2 separate regions of the Gossypium hirsutum genome follow, and region 2 is linked to region 1. A link is a contact called in public Hi-C data. All regions are on one chromosome and are shown on one strand. The core of a region is the stretch at or near the end of the contact, and the rest is flanking DNA. Distances in the headings are between cores, read along the strand shown. Region 1 holds the start of LOC107917732 (probable serine/threonine-protein kinase SIS8). Region 2 holds the start of LOC107917551.

Region 1 (4,867 bases), core at 1,550-4,049:
CAATCAAAAGTAGATATTCAGAAAATCCAAAATGATACACTAGCAAATTTAGCCATAATAATCCAATGTTCAAATGTTTTTTTTTTTTAAACACTCAATAAAATTCTAACCATTCAGAAAAGCAATTAAACCACTTCTGACTTTTGGAGTTATAGATGACCTTTGTATATAAGTTAAAACCATAATTACCGAGAATCACTTAAAATATTTAGCGCCATGAATATCTTATTTATATGACATCAAAAATCAAATTTTGGAGTACACCACAAGTTCACTAAAATATGACCTGGAATAATCTAACAACAGTTGATAAAATCTTCCTTGATTTGAAAGATCAATCCAAATCTAATTGAATTTGAATCCTAAAAAATAAAGTTAAAAAACAACAGCTTGAACCCAACCCCCAAAAATATCAAATTCAAAATTCCAAACCCAAGATTACTTAAATCTAAAGCAACTGGAAAACAAAAAGACCGAGATTTTATTCAACCCTCTAATTGCTCGACTTGCACATTTAATTTCTTGGAAGAATAACAAAATAAGCAAAGTTCATGAGTTCAGTGTAAAACATAAACCAGACTATTACAGTGAAAGTCTCAAAACATATGCTTTTCACAATGGATTGAAAGGATCCATGAGCTTACAAATATAATTTAGTATGTCCATTCAACTAAGAAGCAGCAATGATAAACTTACAAAAGAGCTTTATCTAAAAGACCAATTTCAGTTTCTGACTATGTTAGCTGATGATAAGAAATAAATGGATTATGGACTTAACACTTAAAAGAACAGAATGTCAGACGATGATTTAAATAAACCTTGAGGCTAGATCTAAATGGGATAAATTCAAGTCCAATAAGATTAACCAACAGACAAGAAATAAACAACTAGCCAAAATGAAAAACCCTCATACTAATTCCTAAAAAAAAGCCATCAAAATCGAAGATTATGAAACTAGATGTCCCTAGACTTTTGCCAGCATATACCTAGTTTCAATGATAAGCCTTCTCAACATTTTACCAACTCTAGCAAAAGGTTGTCACCAGTGACTTGAACCACAATACTGCCTTCTATTGGGAAGATGATAAATGTAAAGCGGCACTAATAGGGAATTTGGAAACTTTGCTTAAGCTTTGATGATGCTATTTAAATCATATTTCTTAGTGGAATGAAAAAATGAAAAGGATCACGACTCACAATCACCACAAGCGCAAGGGAGACCCCTCCTCAGAACATTATTGAATTTGGTTTTGAAAGTATTTCTCCCCTTAAAGCATAAATTACCGTCATGCCAGAAATTTATATGCCAAACTTTTCCAATTTACGAAATAAAGTTTACATGCAGTTCAAGATGAAACAGAAAAGAAATATAAATAAATTAAGGAGAAAAGATAATATACATTTCATGCAATGCAAAACAGTTGGCTAAAGCTAAACCTATAGTATATACTTGGATAAATTGCTTAAACTCAACCGAGATAATTAGATTAAAGAAAGGAATGAAGAGGGAAACATACCCAATATCTATATGCAATAACTTCAGCTGGGGTATTCTCTGGAGCACAAGAGCCTAAACTAATTTGCTTAACAGCTTCAATCTGAGCTGCCTCAGGATCCTCTCTGGCACTCAACTCCAAAGCCAGTTGTATCTGATATTCCTCTTCTACATCAGGATCCCTTGAGTTACTAGACCCTGAATCACGCCTTACTGCATCCAAAGCAGCCTCTAAAGCACTAGTAGTAGCTAAATCAGCAGGGTCCATAGTTTCCTCCCTCTTCACATTTGAAGAAGATGGTGGACTGGGACTTTTTCTATTAGCAACTGAATTTAACCAATTGGAAAGAACAGATAATGGTTTATTGTTGTCAGGACTATGATGAGGCCTTGACTGTAAAGGCCTATCACTAGATGATGATACATCACTGGACTTGTTACTCTTCGATGAAGTTGACCCTTGTACATCTTCCGATTGATTAGACATCATATGCAGTTTCTTGAGGAAGTTCTTCATATTATTTCACTAAGATATAGCAGCCAATGCTAAAGAAATAAAAATCTGGCCATAAACATCTCCATTGTCTTGGACCAAGCATGAAATCTAAAGTTCAAACTAATCCAGAAACAAATTTAAGAACCCCCTTTTTTTTAAAAAAACCCAATTACCTTCCACCTCTCGAGATTTCCCAAAAAATCAACCCATCAAATCCAAAATCCAAAACCACCATAATCACAAAACAACCAAGCAAAGTTAGTCAAATATCAGAAAGACCCAGATACTTCAGTTCAAAGAAAACACCCCCACTTTCCTCATACAAAGAAATCCACCAAAAAAAAAAAGAAGAGTTTAACAGCATACAAAGAAGTAAACACTTTCTTTCAACTTCAACAACTAAATAAAAAACAACAAAAAATTCCAATACCCAGATTAAGAAAAAGAATGGATCTTCCTTTTTCGGATATAGATAGTAGAGAAGAAAGCATAGAAAAGGGGAGTAGTTTGGAAAATATATATATATTTAAAAACAACAAGTGAAGGTAAACACTAAACAGAGGGTAGAGAGAGAGAGAGAGAGAAGGAGCAAAGGACTAACAAGTGGGATTGTAGGACCTCTCGAAAAACAACAACAAACTCTGACCCACTTGATTTATAGAGGCAACAGCCAACAAGGATTTTCGAGGTCCCAAATGAAAAAGGAAAAAAAGTTTTCCAGTTTTTGGTGGCAAAAATTCTTTCTTTTTCTTTCTTTGTTTCTTTCTTTCTCTCTCTATCTCTATCTCTCTCTATATATTCTTGTCGTCCCCAAACTCTGCTTACAACTTGGAAGGTGGTGGCATGAGTTGGAAATTTGAGGTTAATGGAATCATATTTAACCATGAACTTCATTTCAATGACTTGCTGATGCTTTTTTTCTGTTCTTTGTGGTGAATAATTATTTAAGGATTTTAAAAAATAAAAAACTAAATAAATGGTTAAAATAATTTTTTTTATAAAATTAGAGGATTAAAAAAAGTCATTTACTTTTTATTATTATTGTTTGGTTTTGGGTTTCTTCTGCCTATTTTTAACGTGATTTTCGTTTTGTCAGCTTCTATTCGATACCAAGTTTGAAGCCAAAAAGTTGTTCTAACTGCTATTGCCATGAAATTTACTGCAATGGAAAGTAAAAAAAATGTTTTCTTTTTCTTTTTTTGAAGATTACACCTTCTGTAAAGCAATAACAAATTACGGCCGCTTTTGTAAAGCTTTTCATTTTTTGTAAAATTTTAAGGTTAAAATGTGCAATTAGTATCTATACTTATCTAGAATTTGAAATTTAGTCTCTATACTTTAAAAGCTAAAAATTTCAATCCTCTTATTTTTTTCAATTTAAAAATTGTAGTCCAATCATTATCGTTATTTGTAATTTTTGTCAAAATTTGTCAATTTTACAATTTTTAATTTGTTGTCAATCATATTCAATGTTATACGAAAACAGTCTTATCAATATGCCAACTTGACAAATTTTGACAAAAAAGTATTAAGAATATTAATGATTTGAACTAAAAACTTTAAATTAAAAATAAAAAGACTTAATTTTTAACCTCTTAATTATAGAAATTAAATTTTAAATTTTATCCAAGTACAGGGACTAACAACAATTGTTACTCAAATTTTATCTAAATATTTTGTTTTTGAGTGAACTACAATGAAAACTTTTGTAATAATAAAAATTAGAATCAAATGTACTTTGAAAGAATTTATCTAATACATCTAGTAACCCTTATAAAAGAAATTTGATATAAATAAAAACTCTACTTATCAAATAAATATTTTATATAGTTAATACATACACATATACATACTTAAGTTTATATTTTAAAAATATTTAATCAGTTCAATATATATAAAAAAATTGTACATTAAAATTAATATTGTTTGAATCGGACTGGATCGGTCAGTTAGATCGGTTGGATCAAGAACCGATTGAGATATTGGTTCAAAAAGTAACTTTAAATCAATTAAATTGAGAATTGATACAAATCGATTGAACCGACAGCTGAATTGGATTTTTTTAATATAAATTTTAATTAAACTGATCGGATCGACGAATCAATAACCTAACTGATTCGATCACCAATTCGATCTAAAAATTGTTGATTGAAATCTATTATATTCAAAGTCGGATTTTAGAAATAATATTTAATTAATCTCAATTGAATGCATGTATAATGTAATAGTTTTAAATATACTATTTTTTTATAAATTCGATTGATTCAATATATTTTTTTAAAATATAATATAGACTTATGGTAAGGGTGAATTTGAAAATCTTTAATATATTTTAATTAATACACAATTAATATGTGTATTGCACGAATAAAAGAATTAGTTTAAATATAAAATTAGTTAATTTCAATATCTATATACATATATATTAAAGGAAAGTCCAAAGTCTTTTGTTGATGCGTGGCGCACACCCACCATGTTCTTTATTGCGCTTTATAAAATGATTAATTTTTTTTTTATTTTAGTCCCTTTAATGTGTTTAAAATCGAAATTTAATTTTATATTTTAATTTCTAACATTATTTACTCTTTATATTTTTATAATGTTCTTAATTAGTTTAAATAGTTTCTATTTATTTTTTAATTAAAATGTTAGGTGGTTATATATAATTTAAAAAATTAATTTTTAAATCTAAAAAGTAGAGAGATTAAATTCTTAAAAATAAAAATGAAAAGACTAAATTTTAAATACATGAAACGTAGAGACTTTTATTAAATATTTTAGATAGGTTTTTATTAAAAATATGTTTAGATGTTATTATAAAAATCTTCTTTATAAAGTCATATAGAAAATGTATAACTGTATGTTTAATAATTTTC
Region 2 (4,576 bases), core at 1,027-3,526, 170 kb before region 1:
TTTTAGCGTCCAACTTGTTCTGGTTAATAGCATCTCCTACAGAAACATTTTTAAATAAATTCTGCTGTTTTGAACCTGCAATTTCAGAAGTGCATAAGTTAGGATTAGAGAAATTATCAAAAGTTGCCCCATTTTTACCCACGTCACCCTCTGACCCCATAGGCCTTTTTCCTAAATTTTTGTCCAAAGAAACTTTGGATTTTTGGCCCATAATGTTATTCACATTATTTCCCAATAATTCCTTCAAATCGGGTTATTTAGAAAGACTCAAACTCTTGCTTTTCCTTTGGCCTGTAGCCATAAAATAATTATTGACTTCTTTAATGCCATTGGAGTCTAATTTCTTTAAATTTGCAGCTGAAACACCATTTAAAGAAATCCCTAAAAATCCTTCAGCTGACTGTCCAGATTTAATGTTTGAATCCTGTCTCAATTCCATGATCAAATACTGCCCAGATTTCGTGATTGAGTCTTCTCCCACTAATAGCGTCGCGAATCTAGACCCAGATGGGTATTTAGCTTGCCTCACTGAAATCGCCGTCGTGGAATCTCTCTTTCCTCGCCGTGAAGCCTTATTCTCTTCCAACATCCACAGCCTAAATTCTGGGCCCTTCTCTCTGTTAACAGAAATTGATTTTTCCCCATCTATGCTGTCCACCGAAGTAGAGTACTCCGCCACGGTCGTTAGATCGGCATGAGGTTTGTCTGTCTTGTTCGCTAGTCCCGTGAGGTTTTGGCTTGACACAGCCGAATTACACATCTCCTTTACGTGACCATACTTACCACAAGCGAAGCACACGGTCAGGAGGGCTTCGTATTCAACACATTGAGCAATTCTGTCAACAAGGACCTGCGAAACCAAAGGTCTATTAAGATTAAGATACACAGCTAACCTAGCAAACCGACCCCTCATCTGATTGTCAGTCTGCACATCCAGTTTAACCACCTTCCCAATGAGGCCCCCGATGGCTTCGATGATCTTCCGTTTATAAAGATATCCCAGGAGATTAGGCAATCGTATCCACGCTATCACAACACTCGGGTAAGGTTGCAAGGGGCTGAAATGTTTAGTCCATGGTTGTACGGTCAGATACTGACCATAAACTGTCCACGGACCCTGAGATAAAATTCTGTTATAGTCATTAGGATCCTGAAATTTCACCAAAAAATATCCATTAGCAATATACATTATCTTAATAGAATTTGCAGGATTCCAAAGGAAAATGATTCAATTATAAAGTGCGTTGTAACCGATATTTCGTCCTAGAAGCTTAACAATGATAGTCAACTCCATTTCTTTGAAGAAGATTTCCTTTACACGATCCAAAAAATCGATAGCAGGAATCCCATCAATGATTGACATATTGACGTCCCCTTCAAGTAGTTCGAATTCATTCTCATTATCTGCAGAAGGCCCATCACGAACAGATTCAGAAGCAGCACCATGGCCCCCCAACAATTTTTCTTTCCATGTCATACTTGGTTGTGGTTCGTGATCCACAGCCATAGAAGTGTCTTCCTCAACACTGTTCACTTTAAACCTTACTTTTTTGGTATTTCGATCATTGTCGGGGTGAGCGACTCCCTACCCATTGTTATCGGAATTTTGCAAAGTTGAGAGCATTATTTTTTTTCCAAAGCTACTAAAACTTTTTTAATTTTTGGTTATTTAACATGGGGGGCATTCGACAAATTCCGGCGTCAGTAAGTAAAATTTAACAGAAAGTATTAAATGATTAAATTATAATTTTTAAATATTTTTTTAATGTTTTAAAATTGTAATAAAAGTATAAGGACAGTTAGGGGTGTTCAAATGATTAACTGAACTGAATTAGTATTAATAAAATTTTTTAATTCTTTAATTGTTAATTAAACCAAAATTTTTTAAAAAATTAATCGAACGAAATATTTCAGTTAACCAAATTAGTAATAGCCTAATATTATTAAGTTCGGTTAATTTGATTAATTATTCAATTTCAAACGGAATTAACCGTTAAGTAAAATTCTAAAAAATGTTAATTGACTTCCGACCAAATTAAATTGATTAACCGAATTAGAATGATTCGATCGGTTAATTCTGAACATCCTAAAAACAGCATATTTTAATTAAATAATTGGATTTAATTAGGTTGAATAGTAAACTTTGTTGAAACAGTGGTTATTATTTCTAACTCCTTCTACTAGTGTTTTTACCGCGAGTGCAGAAACAACTTGAAAATTTCAAAAACATTTGGCGCCAAAACCCAGAAAGAGAAAATCGAAAAAACATACAGATCAAATTAAATAAAAATAAAAAATTGAAGCACAATAGTAGGGGAAAAAGAAGAATGAATTCAAAGCAAACTCCGACTAGGGGTTTTGGACAGTATTCTATTGCTTCATCGTTTCTCTCACGTCGTACCCATTCGTAAGCAAAACTCGAATCAATCCTATCTCTCTTCTCTCTTTCGTTTTTAGAGTTCCATTCTAATTTTCTGTTTGTTTTGGGGGGTAAAAAATTGTTTACGAATTTAGTTCCAAGGAAGTACAGAAAGATTTGCGTTGCAAAGATTCGAAGAAGCTTATATCATTATCAGATTTTCTAAATCAAAAGCTACCCAGAAATTCTGGTATTCCCAAAACTGTTCAGGTATTTTTTCACCATTTTAGTTACCCAGAAAATGGTTTTTGTTTCTTTTGAATTTTATAACAATACCCCAAATTTTGGTAGGAGAAATCAAGGCCTTTTTCATCGCTATTATCTTCAAATGAAGGGAAATCTATTGACAAGCAGAACGAAAGGAAGAAAGAAGAGAAAATTGATGGTCTTAATAAAGTTGTTTTTGAGCAGTTCAAGCAAGATAACTCTGAGAAAATAGATACTGTATTAAGTTCAAGCGTTGTTGGCGAAGAAGAAAATTCAAGAAAAAGACGGAATCCGTTTGAAGGTATTCAATGCTGTGTGTTCTACTTTTTCTTGTTTTTTTTAGCGAGAAACCTTAATATGAAAAACTATGCTTTACATTTGCAAAGAATAGGTTGCAAGTAATAAAAAAAGATGTGTTAATTAGCTTCAGATGTCACTTAAAAATGATGTGTTAATTTTATCATTTAGACTCGAAGGTTGGTGTTAGATATCTACATGTGTTTTCACTTGAGTATGATTCATTTCTTTGAAGTTTTTCATATGTATATGAACGTTTGAATATGTGTTTAATAAAAATGTTGGACAAAATATTTTAAGGAAAATAAAGAGTTCGAATCAAGTGGAAATATGTGATGATGAGTTATCAACCTTCATAGATTTCTGTTTTCAGTTTGGTTGTAAGTATGTTTGCAAGTTATTCAATTTCCAACTTGAAATTTTTTCTAATTCTACTGACTCAAGATTGAGTAGTTTGAGCAACTGAATGAGTATTTTGATACTTGATTTGAGTAGCTTCGAAATTATTTTTTGAAAGTTTTATATCAAATTCGAGTTGAAGCACAAATACTTGAACTTAAAGTCAAGTACGAGAATCTAGCTCCTTATTTATTAAATAAATAACTAGTTCAAATTTATCCCAAATCAAGTTTGAATTTTGAGGAGTTGGAATAAAGTATCTGAGCCTCGAATTCTGAGTCAAATTTGAGCTCCACTTCTTATAGCTAGAGCTCAGCACCACTCAGTTACACCCTGCTTGCAACATCTCTTATTGCCATATAGGAAATTTGATGAATTTGACATAACTGTTAACTGTTTGGAATTTGATTTACATAAGGAGTTATAAAATTTTGGTTGACTTTGTGTGGATTATCAGGAGTAGATGAACAAAGAAGAACACGGAAGTCTTTTCTAGTCCTGGGAGAGGAAGGTGATGATGATCCACAAAACATAAAGAAAAGTGGAAGAAAGGAGTGTTCTACAAGCAACAAGAAACCAAAGCCCCATTATAATCACTGTAAGTAATAGTTAATGCTCTAATTTCTCAAATTTCTGTTCAGTTAGTCATCTCTTATACCTATACTATTCGGACTTAATTTATGCCTAACAGAATTTGAAAAAAAGAAAAAGAAAACGGTGAAAATACTTCAAAATGATGAAAAAGGCGTAAGCTTTGGTTGTTGTTTGATAGTAAAAGTAAGAAATTTGAATGTTTTGTTACCATGGTGGCAGATGCAAATGGTAGTGGGTGGTGGGACTGTGACATGGAAGGCGTGGACAGCGAGGAAGTTGGCTATGGCGAAGTATGGGAAGGGGTTGGCTCCACAACCTTTGGTGGAATAGTAGACTGGCATTGATACTAGTCCTTGTTGCAGTAAGTTCTAAACTTAACTCATGCTAACTGCTATGATATATGTTCATCAAAGTTTCTAATTTTGGTTATTATGAATGGAATCTTTATTCCTGTTTTCTGTCAATATGTATAACTGATCTAGATGTAGAAATACGGATTGGAGTTTTTCTTCTATGGTGCAAATAGTTGTTGCAACTCTTCTATCTCATATTGAAAAACTTTGATGATCAATTATGATATACATGTAGAGATTTAAGCATGTGAGGTGCCTATTATGCCCTGTTTTCAAAACCAGACTAGATTGGGAATTAGTCGGAGTA

What was found. Hi-C and Micro-C count contacts between places; a contact is called where the count stands out from the background.
Region 2: a Hi-C map of leaf shows a contact between it and region 1, with 2.1 times the contacts expected there. The contact joins the promoter of LOC107917551 here to the promoter of LOC107917732 in region 1. A contact is called at or near these places in 5 of 34 Hi-C or Micro-C datasets (anther, hypocotyl and leaf).

What each region holds. Positions count from the first base shown.
Region 1 is chrA09:48,240,416-48,245,282 of Gossypium_hirsutum_v2.1, reverse strand. LOC107917732 (probable serine/threonine-protein kinase SIS8) reads right to left here and starts at 2,799. Exons shown (of 13, transcript XM_041076088.1): 1 at 1,518-2,799. The coding sequence starts at 2,012.
Region 2 is chrA09:48,414,710-48,419,285 of Gossypium_hirsutum_v2.1, reverse strand. LOC107917551 reads left to right here and starts at 2,276. Exons shown (of 5, transcript XM_016846879.2): 1 at 2,276-2,407; 2 at 2,515-2,629; 3 at 2,711-2,927; 4 at 3,780-3,920; 5 at 4,136-4,515. The coding sequence starts at 2,328. The coding sequence ends at 4,260.